Regions from separate parts of the Rattus norvegicus genome. Here regions 1 and 3 are each linked to region 2. The links are chromatin contacts, called in public Hi-C maps. All regions are on one chromosome and are shown on one strand. Each heading gives the region's core, a stretch centred on a gene start, on an enhancer-like site or on the middle of the called end of the contact. The rest is flanking DNA. Distances are from core to core; before and after follow the strand shown. Region 1 has its middle 200 kb from the start of Hs6st1. Region 2 holds the start of Hs6st1 (heparan sulfate 6-O-sulfotransferase 1). Region 3 overlaps LOC120094664 (a long non-coding RNA gene).

Evidence for each region. Hi-C and Micro-C count contacts between places; a contact is called where the count stands out from the background.
Region 1: a contact with region 2 is called in a Hi-C map of prefrontal cortex, with 2.6 times the contacts expected there. The contact joins the enhancer-like site here to the promoter of Hs6st1 in region 2. A contact is called at or near these places in 3 of 12 Hi-C or Micro-C datasets (frontal cortex, liver and prefrontal cortex).
Region 3: a contact with region 2 is called in a Hi-C map of liver, with 2.2 times the contacts expected there. The contact joins the enhancer-like site here to the promoter of Hs6st1 in region 2. A contact is called at or near these places in 4 of 12 Hi-C or Micro-C datasets (the A7r5 cell line, Schwann cells and liver).

The regions. Positions count from the first base shown.
Region 1 is chr9:45,576,068-45,580,836 of GRCr8, reverse strand. No RefSeq gene overlaps it. Among named protein-coding and RNA genes, the nearest start is that of Hs6st1, 200 kb to the left of the region's middle. Within about 2 kb of position 2,391, at least 39 of the 93 cell types and tissues checked have an H3K27ac peak or open chromatin away from gene starts, as enhancers often do. A contact at or near this core is called in liver, where this site is marked.
Region 2 is chr9:45,777,732-45,782,846 of GRCr8, reverse strand. Hs6st1 (heparan sulfate 6-O-sulfotransferase 1) reads right to left here and starts at 3,445. Exons shown (of 2, transcript NM_001108210.1): 1 at 3,103-3,445. The coding sequence starts at 3,383.
Region 3 is chr9:45,615,474-45,620,029 of GRCr8, reverse strand. It overlaps LOC120094664 (a long non-coding RNA gene), which reads left to right. Exons shown (of 5, transcript XR_005489095.2): 4 at 1,471-1,750; 5 at 2,519-2,752. Among named protein-coding and RNA genes, the nearest start is that of Hs6st1, 160 kb to the left of the region's middle. Within about 2 kb of position 1,334, at least 8 of the 93 cell types and tissues checked have an H3K27ac peak or open chromatin away from gene starts, as enhancers often do. A contact at or near this core is called in liver, where this site is marked.

The DNA.
Region 1 (4,769 bases), core at 1,142-3,641, 200 kb after region 2:
GCTGCGGAATTGGGCTCATGAGTATGTGTCAGGTGTCAGGTGGTCACAGGATGGCAGGGTCAACAGGTCCCCTACGATGCCAGGGAAGAGAGAAGATGCCCACCACCACTGCCTGAGCCACACGTACTTAGCGAAGATGGGTCCCTTTAGTTTTCCCTCCAGAGTCTGTCTCAGTTTCCCAGGGCCTTGGCTTCCCGGAGCAGGATGGGGTTTAGTGGGAAACCACTCAGGCTGGGGCCTGTGATTGATTAGGGTTCAGATTTCAAAGCACCGAGGGCAGGCAAGCCCATCTCTGAGGGACGTTCTGATAAGGTGATAGGGTCAGATACAATGACCCAAGAATCGAGTGGTGGAAGGTTCTCGTAATTCAGAGGGCTGGAAGGAAGCACCAATATCTTAACATTCTGAAGGAAAATCATGCTCATTTAGGCCACACTGCACTCAGCTGCCACAGCCACAGCCACAGCCCAAGAAGCTTCAACCAAACAACACATCTTCTCACATCTGTGCGTGATGAGGGTCTGGACTGCAGTGTCAGCAAGTTTAATTCCTTCCTGGGCCTTTCTCCTTGCTCAGAGCCTGTTATTCCCAGGCCCCATGCAGACACATTCATTCTTTGCAAGGTCACTTTGCATGGTCTGTACCCTAATTTCTTCCATTTAACATACCTTTCGGTGTGTACATGTGTGCATTCATGTGTCGTACAGGCATGTGTGCACATGTGTGAGTGAGTGCATATGTACACGCGCGCATGTGTGTGTGTGTGTGTGTGTGTGTATGTGTGTGTCAGAGGAGAACATTGGATATCTTCGTATTGCTCTCTGCTTCTTTTTGCTTTAATGAAAGGTCTTCCAACTAACCTGGCATTCACTATTTTAAAATGGATGATGATGATGGTGATGATGATGATGATAACAGTTATTATTATTAATTTTGGCTAGCCAGTTGTCTAGCAAGCCCTGGAAATCTTCCCATTTCCCCCTACCCCTCACCTCAAATGCCAGGCATGCAGAGTTATATCTGGTTTTTGCGTGGGTGCTGGGTATCCATCCCTAGGCCTTTTTGTGTGCAAAGCAAGCTCTTTTACCTACAACTCCCAGCTCCTACTCTTTAAACTTCTAATAACAATATCATCTTACATTAATGACTTCTTCTAAGGCTATGTCTCCAAATACAATCAGACTCTGGGATAGTGGAGTTAGGACTTCAACATGTGAATTTGCCGTAGACATAACTGAGCCCATAACATCGGCTACCAATCAAGGGTGGGAATGTGAGACATTTCCAGATGGGCACATTGCCCAGGTTGCAGGAAACAGGAGTACAATGAGATGGAGGGACCCCAGGAAAATAGTGAGGGGTACCCTTCTGTGATTAAACAGTTGGAATCATCAGGGCCATCCAGGGAGATTCTGTAGGAAACACAACTAACGGATTAGGCTGATATACTGGAAGAAAGTTTGGGGATGATTCTGGAACAAGTACAGAAAAAAGAGTTCAGGTCTGAAGGAGACCACTGGCAACTTCCCTCAAATTCTGGCATTTAGACAAAAACTAGCATCCCTCAGGAACTACCAAAGGAGCCACTTCCCTTATTGCTGGCAGAAGGACAAATGGCCATCTGTGGTACCTATTAGCATACCAAAGCTCATGCTGGCCCCCAGGATCCCAAGTGTGGTCACACATTTCAGAGTCCATGCTGGCATCCTGGCTTTTCTCACCCCACTTACCCTAAACATCTCATGGCTTCCCTCCCTAGACTAACCGTTTCTCCATGTAGCCTTGCTGTTCCTGCCACGACTTTCTCCTGCCTTCTGCTCTTGTCCCCTCCCTGACTTCCTTTCTCACTCTTCCCCCCTCTCTGCTTTCATACCTAAGTCCACTCTGGTGGCTGTGTTCGGTCCACCACTTTCTCTCTGTGCTCTGGACTCTACCAGATGCCACTGACTGTTCTCTGTCCCGTAGCTACAATAAAAACCGCCTGCTTGCTTAACCATACCTTGGAGTGATCGTGTCCTCAGTTTATACGAAAATAAACAAATGTAATGCAGAATAATCAGGCAGTTTGGGTAAGATGAACCACAACAAAAGACAGAAAACTAAGCAGATGAAAATTCACAAAGCAAACAGTAATGGAAAGCAGTAAAAAGTTATGTGAGGAAAGGGCTTGGGCGTGAAAGTCTTAATTAGCATAGCCACAATGTATACATTGAACGATAACTTTATCAAGCACAACGAGACTATCTCTCTACTCGGAAATCAAAAGCAAAACTGGACTCACTGCTCACTCAAGCAAGCAGGACACTGCGATTCAGGCTGTCTCCAGGAGGGAGCTGCACCGCAGGAGTGCTGATCTACCAACCACTGAGGCTGGGGACAAGGGAGCCTGTTCTCCGATTGGCTGGATTTCACACAGGGATGGCACTGATTGGTTGGCTGCAAAGAAAACGTCTTCCCTGGGGCCTTTGAAAGGCTTTAGCACTGGTTCTGCTGCCCCGTTACCATGGCTACAACACAATTGGGCTTTCCCCAGGAGTGTGGGAACTTTTGCATTCTCAGTCCACCCAGAATTAGGATGTAACTGCGCTATTGACAATGAGTGTTGGAAGTTGCATAACTTGTGTGTGGTCCTGCTGACTGCTGGGGAGCAGAAGCCTCGAGAGGAGAGAATACCCTCCTTCCTGCACAAGGAGAAGGACCACACCCAGCAGTTCCTTAGAGCGATAACTATAGCTTCAAACAAACTATTTCCTCCGAGAAGTCACATGCTCTGGGCCAAATCAAGGGCATAGCTGTTTGTCCAACTTTGTACAGTTATCTGATGCTTTCAACCACACAAACGCATAATTAGAGAATGGTGTGTGTGTGTGTGTGTGTGTGTGTGTGTGTGCGCGCGCACGTGTGCACATGTGCGTGTATACGCACATATGTGCTTGTATGTGTGCATGTACATGTAAACATGAAGGCCAAAGCTCGGCAGTGGAAATCTCCTCTCTTCCTCTCTATCTTAAGTTTTGGGACACGATCTCTTATTCAGCCTGGAGCTCAAAATTTGGCTAAACTATCTGGCCAGCAAATCCAAGGGACTGTCCTGTCTCCTCTGTATGCAGGTGGGTGACAGGAATGCATCATTTTGATGTACAGGTTTTATATGGTGCTGGGGATTTGAACTTAGCCCTCAGAGCCCATTGAGCCATCTGCCCAGACCCCCATGAAAACTCTTTTTTAAAACAAAAAATTCAAATAACTTTTAGAAACTTTTACCTTTTGAAAATACACGTTGGAAGGTTTTGTGATAAAGGGCAAAAACACCAAACAGGTGACTGGACTTCTGTGGCTATCCTATGAATCTAAGGGAGAGGTCCCCCACCCTCAGCCCATTCCCAGAGATAGAAAGCCTTTCTTAACCTTCTTGTGCTTCTGGGACAGCTAAGAAGGTAGAGCAGGTTGACAGATCCGTCTGGAATCATAGTGCCCTGTGGTGTTCACACAGCCACCTTGCATGGTTCCTTCATTCAGAAGAAGGGGCGTGGCCTTCCACAGCCTAACCGGAAGCGCATTCCAAAAACAAGCTGAATGTATGGCCACACAGAAACTGACAGAGCAGAGAAGGCCGTTAACGAGGCCTTCAGCAAAGAACTACAGATCCCAATGTTTCAGAAAAAGAGAAGGGGGAAAACAAAACAAAACAAAACAAAACAAAACAACAACAACAAAAAAAAACTGAACATGAGAGAAAAACGGGTAGAACACACAGGTAAACGCTTCAAAGAAGAGATGTGTACGTGTGCGCAAGAAAGATGCCGCTTCTCATTAGTGAGGAAATAACTGTAAACTCTGGAAAATTCCATTGCACACGGAACAATCCAACAATGTCTTACTAGGGGCAGCGGTCTGCTCTGCTAGACTACAGGCTTGGGACAAGTACCAAGCTCAGTATATGCACATGGAATGACCGCGTGGGGTTTGAAGAGGTGTATGTAATCATCCCTGACTTGGAAGGCATGCTCGATAGAATCTCCAAGAGTGTCCTCTGCAAATGGCTCAGAGCTGAGTCCCTGGAGGCCATAAACTGCCGTCTGGTCCATTACAAGAAAATCAGTCCTGGGATGTCTCCCTTCCCTAACCTCCAGTGCCATGGAGCACTAATGGCCTGCCCATGGGCTCAGTGATGTTGTTTCTGGAGCTTTCACTCTGATGAGGACTGTCAAAGCGCAGGCGGGAGGAGGGAGAAGCCTGCGGGAGTCAGCTTTTTATTACTGTAACAAACACTCGAGACAATTAGCTTATAAAGAGGAAAGATTTATTTTAGCTTATAATTCTGCAAATTTGTGTGTGTGTGTGTGTGTGTGTGTGAGGATCTATAATTACTTATAAGGCAAACCTCTGGGTGTGTATGGGAAGAAGCTTTCTAGATTAGGTTGCTTGAGATAGGAAGGTCCACCTTAACTGTGGAATGCACAGTTCCATGGGCTGTGGTCCTGCACGCCACAGAAGGAGAAAATAAACGAAGTACTGGTGTCCATCTCTCCACTTTGAGATTGGCTGCCCTAATCTCCTTTCACGACTTCCCTGGAGTAGCTGAAACCACTAACCTTTCCTTCCTTAAGTTGCTTTGATTGGTTATTGTCAGAGCTATGAGAAAAGTAACCGACACTGGTTTCCACCTCTTAAAGTTGGCTTGCCTATGTCCCTGTAGGGCCTCGTTGGGAACCAAGTTTTCAACATATGGGACCTAGCAGAGGTCATGGGATATGCCAGGAGTTGTC
Region 2 (5,115 bases), core at 2,196-4,695:
GAGTAAACCAAGGAGGATGCTCTGCACAGCCGCAAAGCATTCGAATATTCCCCTCAGAGGAATTTCTAAAGCAAGTCAAAGCTGTGCAAAATATTTACACACAGGAGTGTTCACTTGACACGTCCTTACAGACGGGAAGAGAAAAGCTCCCATTCTATCACGTGGCAGCTAAGAGTGGGCACACAGAGGGCCTGGCTGCAGTTGCCACAGAATGAGCTTTTCATGATGCCCAACATAAACAAAACCATGGGAGGGTTTCTCTTTTTTCTGCTCCGTCACAGAAAACTATCACTACGACGGGAGGGGGCACATGAGAGACTCAAGGTCTCTTACTATTATGCCAGACTCCTCCTCTTCCTCTCTACTGGACCCTGGAGGACTCCAGACCCTGGAGACTGCCCCAGAGTGGCAACCAAACTTCCCATCCCTACCTGTTAATGATGTCACCAAATTGAGCCCGTAGCCATCAACTGAGGACTTCACTGGCTCTCCTAGGGCATGCTGTGTCCATGAGGGTTAGGGTAGTCAGACTAGAGCTGGCCCAGGTGCCAATGGTCCTTGGTGGCACTCATCCCCTGGCAGCTCCATCTGTCCAAGGCCAGCCATCGAGCCTTCTGTCTCTCCACTCTGGTCTTGTAAGCACACAGGCTTATGCTAGCAGATGTGAGACATCTGGAGCAGACAGAGGCCACAGAAACCTCCAATGCTTTGCTCACACACCTGTTCCCCTGCTGAGGCAGGAAGTACCAAGCGATGTTGTAAGTTACAAACCTAGGAGGGAGTGACGGATCTGTCCAGCCTCATGAGTCACCCAGATGTGTGCTCAGTTCAGAGCAGCCACAGGCAGATGTGCCATGGGGAGGTTGGGAGCTAGGTAGAGTCATTTGTCCAAGCTCTACCATAACCCCGAGGGCAGAGAGAAGAGGAAAAGAAGGCCCACCCTAGTGTGCAAGGTGTCTGGAGAGGGAACGAGCCTTCAAGGGTGACAGTAAGTGCTACTTAACACCAACCATCAGTGCTACTTAACATGCTGCCAACTCTGACAGGGACAGGGTCCCTGGGCAGATGGGAGTTCAGCTTTTGCCAGGGATAGGGCTCAGTTGGGGAACTCAGGTGCAGCCAGGAGTCCAATACATAAAAGTCTCCTGAGTTAGTTTGAGGGGAAAAAAAGCTATATACCTTGTACCTAAAAAAGAAACAAATGGAGCACAGTGAAGAGAATAACAGAAGGAACCCAGTGTCACCTATTGGGTGGCACAATTAGAAACTTTGGAACCAAAGGCCCTAGAGGCCCCTCCCCCACCTAGCCCACAGTTGCTGAGTCAGCAACTTCCTGACCACCCCCCTTTTTTGGGGGGGGGGGAGGTCAGCATTCTTCATCCCTGCCCCCTCTGCAGGCAATTGAGGCCTGCGAACAGTATCTGGGGCCACCCACCTCCCTGTTCCTTCCATTCACAGCCACGAGGCCACTTGAGCCTCTGATAAACTCTAGCCAAGGGGCACTGGGGTCCTTCGCTCTGGAAACCCATAGAGCTGCAAGAAGGGAACCCTGGTTACAATCTGTGGCTGATGTTGTCCATGAGGGGTAGGGTCACCCCCAAAGCCTGGCCTCTCTACAGCTCTAAGAGCAGTACGCACAGTTTGCCTGCACCTTCTATAATTAGGATGCCCACAGTTTCAAGCCCCACATCCTGCAGACGGAGAGGACTTCCCTGAATCTGCTGGGGTGTGCCCAGTACTGGGCACTCGCAGTCTTGAGTGGTGGACCAGTGGACAGTTGCTATGGCTAGACCCAGACTCTAGCACGGCATGGCTGAACCGTTGGGATGGGTCCTGTAATTGAAGCATGTATGTGTGCAGAGCAGAGCTAATATGGACAGGAAGCAGTTTCAAGGGCCTGGAAAGGAGACTCTGGGTCTAGATTAGGGCCGCGGACAGAATACCTCCTTTGAGACTGAGAACTGCTAGGGGTGGGTGCAATGTGTATGTCTATCACCCAACTCTAGCGTCCTAGTGTCCTGACAGTTTGTGAAATAAACCCTCAGGACTGTAGGGCAAGCAGCTCCAGGCTGGTTGGACTCTGAAGGGTCCCAACCCCACCGAAGAGCCAGCACCTTCCTGCCCCAAAAGTACCAAAGAAAATAGCGACTTCAGTCAAGACTTGCCCACGCCCACTTCCTAGCTCATCTGTAAATTCAGTCCTACAGGAAACATGGGAGAGAAACAAAGGCAGACAAGAAGCCCTAATTCCTAGGGTGGGGTGGGGCGGGGCGGGGTAGGGGGGAGAAAATCCCCGGAGGACCAGAGGGCACCAACAGAAACAGGGCTACAATCTCAACTTTACAAAGTGCTTTCGGAGGGGCTGGCCCTCGCCCACATGCCCCAGACAAGGAACATGACGGGCCTTGCTGGAAGGTTCTTGGTTGCACAAGTAGCTTTGACTGTCTCAGCTATCCCTAATCTGACCGGTGGATAGATTTCTGCGGAAGGCAGTCCCCAACTGGAAGCTTTTGTTCCACTTCAGTAGTTGGGGAGGCCAGGTAGTGCTGCCTTCTCTCCGTCTTCAGCCCGGGTCACACGGGCCTTTGTTCTACCTGCACACACCGGCAGGCAGAGCCCACCCCTTTCCTGGCAGCTCCTCCCCAGACTGGCAAGCACTGGAGGGCCTGGGGATACCACAGGTGCAGAGGAAGAGGATCCTCATCTCCCTTGCTCCACTTTTAGTTCTAGACAGGTACGGGCTACAGACGCACAGAGACACACCTGTTTTTCTGCCTCTAGAGCCAAGCCTGGACCTTTAGTCCCCGAGGTTTCTCTCTCAGGCTAGCCGGCAGTGCACCGCAGATGGGGTGGACAGAGAGCGGCCGGCAGTGACCCAGGAGGAAGTCTGGGCACTGCGCAGACAGGCCAGTGATGAGGAGAGGTACAGAACAGAGGGTGAAAAGAGAGATCAGAGGTCAGGAGTGGCAGCTGCAGGGACAGATGAGACGGGGATCCTGGGATCCGGCAGATCGGAAGGGGCCCCAAGAGAGCAAAGAGGGCAGATCTGGTCCGGGGTTTAGGGCACCCCCCCCATCACACTCGCCCGCAGCGGACACTCACCTGGGCGAACGCAGACCTGCTGGGTCGCGGCGGTCTAGCACACCGGGAACACAGTTGGTGAGTTCGGTCCAGTCAGCGTGCAGCCCGCAGCTCCAGCCGGTGGAGAAGCGAGAGAAGAGCCAGGTCTCGCGGCGATTGGGCCGATAGCAGGTGCACTTCTTCTGGCCCGGGCGACAGTCGCAGGGCACCTCGAGGCGCACGTTCTGCACTAGGTGGCGGCCGAAGGTGGTGCCGCCGGTCTTCTGGATATGCAGGAAGACTATCACGTCGTCGCCCTTCATGTCGAAGCGCAGCGAGCGCTCCAGCTCGCGCACCGGGAAGTAGTACTTTTTCTCGTAATGTGGGTCCGGCGTGGGGAAGAGATCCAGGTCGTCGGGGGGCGCGCGGCCACCGGGCGCGCCCAGACTCAGCCCCGGGCCCGCGTACTGGTAGAGGATGAGCATGAAGCACGCCGAGCCCGCCACCACCAGCACGAACTTGCTGGCGCGCTCAACCATGGTCCTGCCGCCGGCGCGCCGCCGCCGCATGTGTCACCATCGCCAGCAGCCCGGGCGCCGGGCCTGGGAGGGCGGGGGGCGCAGCTGCTCCGCCACCGCCGCCGCCACCGCCACCGCCGCCCGCGCTCCGGCCCGGCCGGGCTACTCGGCGCCCAGGCTATGCGCAGCGTCCCGGGCCCCGGGCCTCGGCGGCGCCGTGGCTGCTTCCCGCCCCGATCCCCGGCTCGGCTAGCGTACGGCCCGGCCCCCGCCACAGCGCCCCGCAGCCGCGCGCGCCCGCACCCGCCCGCAAAGCTCAGCGCCGAGAACGCTCTGCACCGCCCCGTGCGCCGCCGCGTCTCCGCAGTCCGTCGCGGCTCCGCCCCGCCCCGCCCCCGGCCCGCCCTCGCGGCGCCTCTTGCTGTCGCCGCCCGCTCTGATCCTCCGCTCCGCCTCTGGAGAGCCCTGGGGGAGGGGAGGGGCTGGAGGAGGCCCAGGCACAGGCCAGTGTCCAGCGCCGGGTCGCGTGTCTCTCACACTGTCAACGCGGATCGTTACGCAAAGGGGATTGGTTCCAACTCGCAGGCCTGCGGGTGGCGTCTGGGTTGTCCCGAGCCCAGGAGTGGGTGACTCTTTTGGGCATTGGTCTTGGATTTGGGAGCCCGAGTTTTTTCACCTTCTCTGTCGTGGTAGTTTGTGTCACCCGCGCTCTCTTCCACGGGAATACGGAGGCTTTGACCTTCACACTGAAGGATCCAAAGTTCCAAGTTCGAGAGCGCTGGGAGTAGGGACCACATTTTGGGGCTGCGAATAAGGGTGGGGAAGGAAGAGAGACGTTGAGGGCATGGATCCAGCTCTTATGTAGATATCACCATTCCACTGGCAGCACTGGGACAATGACTCAAAGACCTCAGTAAAGATAAACCAGAATGTGTGCAGAGGCCCGAGGACCAGCTTTATGTTGTCCCTTTTCCCCAGTGTGCATTGTTTTGATCCTGGTCATGCTCCAAAAAAATAGTTGAAAAAATTAAACCGACATTAGAAAAAAAATTAGAATTCCGACCTTCGTGGTTTTGTTTTGTTTTTTTTTAAGGTTGGCAGCAGGACCTGCAGCCTTGATTGGTGCTCTGCCTGCAGTGGAGTGCCTGCTGGGCCCAAGCATGAAAGTTGGAGGCTATGGCATCTGGACGGCCCTGTCCGTGTTGTACTGGGCCCTTAGCTATACTTAGGACACGGGAGCAACTGGAGGTGGGGAGTGAAAAGATCTGTCCAGAACTCCATACCCTAGGGCAGCTGGGAGGGGCTCGGGTGCTTGGATTCAAGCCAGAGTGGCCTCTGGGAGGCACTCCTGCTGCAAGACAAGGCTGAGGTGCCCACATCAAGTACCCGGAGCCTGTCCTGCTAAGGGGTGGGTTAAAAAGTGGAGAGAGGGGGAGGGGATAGCACTAGGGCGCCAGAGCACCCCTCCCCCATCCAAGACTTAAAAACAAGAGCAAATGAGAAAACCCTCCCAAACTGGGAAAACAGTAGAGAATTC
Region 3 (4,556 bases), core at 85-2,584, 160 kb after region 2:
AACGAAAAAAAAAGAGAAACATTAAATATGTTTGTTTTCCATGAAATTCTATAAAACTTGTATTTACAACCAGGAATTCAAATCTTTTCATCTCCCCCCCTCTCCCACCCACCTTGTAAGACTTTCATACAAACGTTTTCACGGCCCCACCTCTTCAGTAAAACTTAGTTTACACAAAGACCTGGCTGCATCCTGTGATTAGAGGGCTGACCTCTTGCCCTTCATTTCCTGTGTGCCAATTCTTTTAGGACTAGCCAATCAGATAAGACTGGGAGATGGGACCTCAGCCAATGGGGAGAGGATAGTCACCACCCGAGTTAGAATAAAGCCCAAGTGCACTTCTGGCCCCTGAGTGTTTTGCTCTTTGGAGCACACCCTCTTGATCAGGAGTAAAGTTTTACCTCATCCAGGCACTTCAGTTGGGCTGCTGGTTTCTTTCTTTGTGCCTCTCAGCTTATTGCTAACACTGGCCAGACGGTCTAGCTGAATTGCTAAGCTCCTGGTGAGAGGCTCTGTTTCACAAAACAAAACAAAACAAAACAAAACATTGAGAGAAAATGTCAACCTATGGCTTCTACATACATGTGCATGCTTATGCGCGCGTACACACACACACACACACACCTTGGGGAAAGTAAAAACAACAGACCAAACATAGATGGTAAAGAGGCTTCTCTGATCAGTTAGCAAAGATGTATCTGTATCAAAAGTTCCATGAAACCTAGCCTATATCCCCGCACTCCATTTCATCCTGGATGTCCCTGGTCCTGGCCACTTGCTTGTTCCCTGGCTAGTTGATGTTCATGATGGCTCTTGGATGGTCCCTGGCTATAAGACCTTTCTACCACAGTCATGGAGCCCAGTTACAGAGAGCCTCTCACAAGATCATACAGCCTCTTTGGGATGGGAAGGCACAGACATTTCCGGTGTGGTCAGCTTCACTTAAGGTCTGGCCTGGGGGACGGGTAGAGTGAAGCCCGGTTCTAAGGATGGAGGTAAACAGGAATGAGAAAAGCAAGCTTTCTGAGAAATGACTGTTTCTTGTTCCCAGAAGGCTGTGGGAATTGGCAGGAAGGCAAAGGGACAGGTACCTAGATGGGACCCATAAAATACCCAAGCAGGCATCTGTTTGGTGACTGCTCAGCCTTGGTTTTGCCCATCTGGAATATAAAGCCTTTATTTGTCCCCCACCCCAATTTTCCACTGCTAGGACTTCTGTTGTTCTCAGCTGTTCATTTCTTTATGCCAGGGAATAAACTTGGCAGTCCTTTAGACAACCAACCTGGTCACCTCCATTCCAAGGGGACGTAAACTGTTCCAGTGGTTGTGAAATCCAGACACGGTAGTGTCCACAGAGCAGGTCTTGGCCAGCAGACACCCTGTGTCTTTGCTCCAACAGCCTAAGTGTGCTCTTTGGCTGAATCTCACGTGGTCCTGACTGCCATGTTTTCCTTCCATCCCACCTTGCAGGGAAACTCATTGAACTCGGGAAGTAAACACCTCAAAGGCTTCAGAAATTCCTGGAATATTGACAGAGTCACAAGTCCTCCACCCAAGCTTATAGGAGCCGTAAGGACTTCTGAGAGACACGCCAAGAGACAAGCCATGTGGCAGAAGCCCAGAACAGAGCTGGCTGGAAGAGGCAGAGGCAGCGGAAGTACAGGAAGAGTCTCAGATCAACAGAGCTCCGGGAAAGCGCATGCTCCGGCTGTGGAGCGACCTGCAGGCTGTGCATAGGTTCCCGGCCTTGGTGAGCTGTCATTCACATTGGGGTGGGCGTTGCTGTTGCACCTGTCTTTGAACCATTTCTGTCTCTGCAAGGAACGTCTCACCTATCGTGGTGGTTTTGATGGGACTATCCCCAGTTGGCTCTGGCATTTGAATACTTGGTCCCTAGATGGTGGCACTATTTGAGGGAAAGTTAGGCGGTGCGGCTTTGTTGGAGGAAAGGCTTTGAGAGTCTGGAGATGTGTAATCTCACATGTTCTGTTTCCTGCTTGCAGCTCAAGATGTGAGCCCTTAGTTTCCTGTTTTTGTAGTCTTGCCTATACTTCACAATAAGGATTCTAATTCTCTAAACCACAAGCCCAAATAAACAACAACTTCTTCTTCTTCTTCTTCTTCTTCTTCTTCTTCTTCTTCTTCTTCTTCTTCTTCTTCTTCTTCTTCTTCTTCTTCTTCTTCTTCTTCTTCTTCTTCTTCTTCTTTGTCTTCTTCTTCTTCGTCTTCTTCTTCTTCTTCTTCTTCTTCTTCTTCTTCTTCTTCTTCTTCTTCTTCTTCTTCTTCCTCCTCCTCCTCCTCCTCCTCTTCCTCCTCCTCCTCCTCCTCTTCCTCCTCCACCTCCTCCTCTTCCTCCTCCTCCTCCTCCTCCTCTTCCTCCTCCACCTCCTCCTCTTCCTCCTCCACCTCCTCCTCTTCCTCCTCCTCCTCCTCCTCCCCCCCCTCCTCCTCCCCCTCCTCCTCCTCCTCCCCCTCCTTCTCTTCCTCCTCCTCCTCTTCTTTTTTTTTTGGTCTCCAGTTGGTGATACTATTGGGGAGACGTATAAGATGTGACCTTGTTGGAGAAAGTAACCGTGAGCTTTGAGAGTTTAAAGACTGGTGCCATTTTGAGCTCCCCCAATCTGCTTCCTGTTTATAGTTCACAATGTAAGCTCTCCGCTTCTGCTCTTAGTATGTAGTTCCTGCTGCCTCTGCTCCACCATCCTGGACTCCCCTCCAGAACCCTAATCCCAATAAACTCTTTTTTCTACAAGTTGCTTTGGTCATGGTATTTTTTCAGAGTAACATAAAAATAACTAATACACCCACAATCTTGTAAGTAACCCCAATAAAACTCATTGAATCACCAAGTTAGACATTGGTGAAATTCCTCCTCATTGTTTCCCAGTCTGGGATGAGTAGATATTTATTCATATCTCTCCAGAAATACTGTTACGCAGTAGGATCTTCAACACCAAGGATATTGAGGAGGGTCTAAGATGTTGCTGAATGAACTCTTCTTGAAGATTTTCTGGGTGAGTAATGATAACATATTTCCAAGGAGAGAATAAAACTCTCTAGATTCATTTGCAAGCACAGAAAGAATAAAACCAGCCACATGGTGGTAGAACAGGAAATAGGAAGAATACGAACCTCAGGGAATTGGTCAGTAAAACCCTGACTAAGAATCTACACACACACATATATAGACACACATGCTCCCATGTATGTATGCACATGTGCATGGAAAAGAGTGGGAGAAGAAGGGAAGAGGGAGAGAGAGAGAGAGAGAGAGAGAGAGAGAGAGAGAGAGAGATGAATTTTGGTGTTTTGTGTCACAGTTACTAGCTTCTCACTCCCAGTATTACTGTTGTGATTGTCTCCTGACAGGGCAGCTACTAAACCATGTCTTCTAAATGAAACTGCATTCCTCCCAGTCTGATGCACACCCCAGGGAATAGCATAAAGACTGGCTAGCATGTTTCAGCCCACTCAGGCTGAACCAGCATCTGCCCAAAGAAATTAGAGAGACAGAGCGCTGCCTCTCTTCTCTTTTCTTATTAGTTCCAGGCAGTTAGGGCAACAGAGCTGGGACTTTAGTGAGCCCATAACACCAGGCCTGTAACTTTCACAGAAATAGTTTGAACAGATAGGTGGGGCCCTTAACAGATAAAGCCAGGTATTCTTGGGGAGAGCACAGATCAGATTTCCAGCATTACTGTACTAAAACATTCAAATACCTGATTCTCAACATGAAAAGAAGAAAAACAACATAAGCCATTTCAAGGAAGTCCAGATGTTGAATTTACTGGACCACACTTTCGTTCTTCTCTAGGCTCCATGAGGTCATGGTCAAGGCGCTCAGGAGAATGGTGGATGACTAAGAATGGACCATTATTCAAGCAAGTGAAAGCTATAAAAACTGAATAGGAAACCTGAAGCTGTAAAGTACAATGGCTGACATGGATAAAGCACTGGAGAGCTCCAGTCACATGGATGAGCAGGCAAAGAGAGTGGAGTCCACAGGACAAATGAAATTAGTCATCATTACATGGGGGGCGGGGCGTGAACAGATGTCTGTCACCCCATATAGGACAGCAACAGCAGACCAAAGAAATGAATCCACCCAAGTCTGCCCTAGTGAGTCACTGGGTTTATTGAGGCAGATTCTGCAGGACTATGGGGGAGGAGTTATTTACAGGAACGTGAATGATTCGAAGACAGCTCACCCCTGGAGGGACCACTTCAGCACAGCAATGGCTAAAGGAGTCTGCGTCCATGGAGCTGGCCGGGGTTGGTTGGAGAGTGTCTTCTTTCCAGTCATTTCTGCTGCTCCTGTAAGCTGGAGGCAGGGCTTTGTGAGTCCTGCAACTTCAAGAGCTTCCAGGAAGATTTGTTTACTTCCTGAACCTTGTAAGCTTTGCTACCTTCTCCCATGTTAAGTGCCTTCCTCCTCCCTCCAAGAGGGAGCCTCTCAGTTTGGAGAATCTCAAGCACAGTCACGCTAAGGTATGCTATAATCAAACAGAAAAACCAAAGCACCGTGAAAATGTTGAAAGCAGAAGGAGAGAACTTGA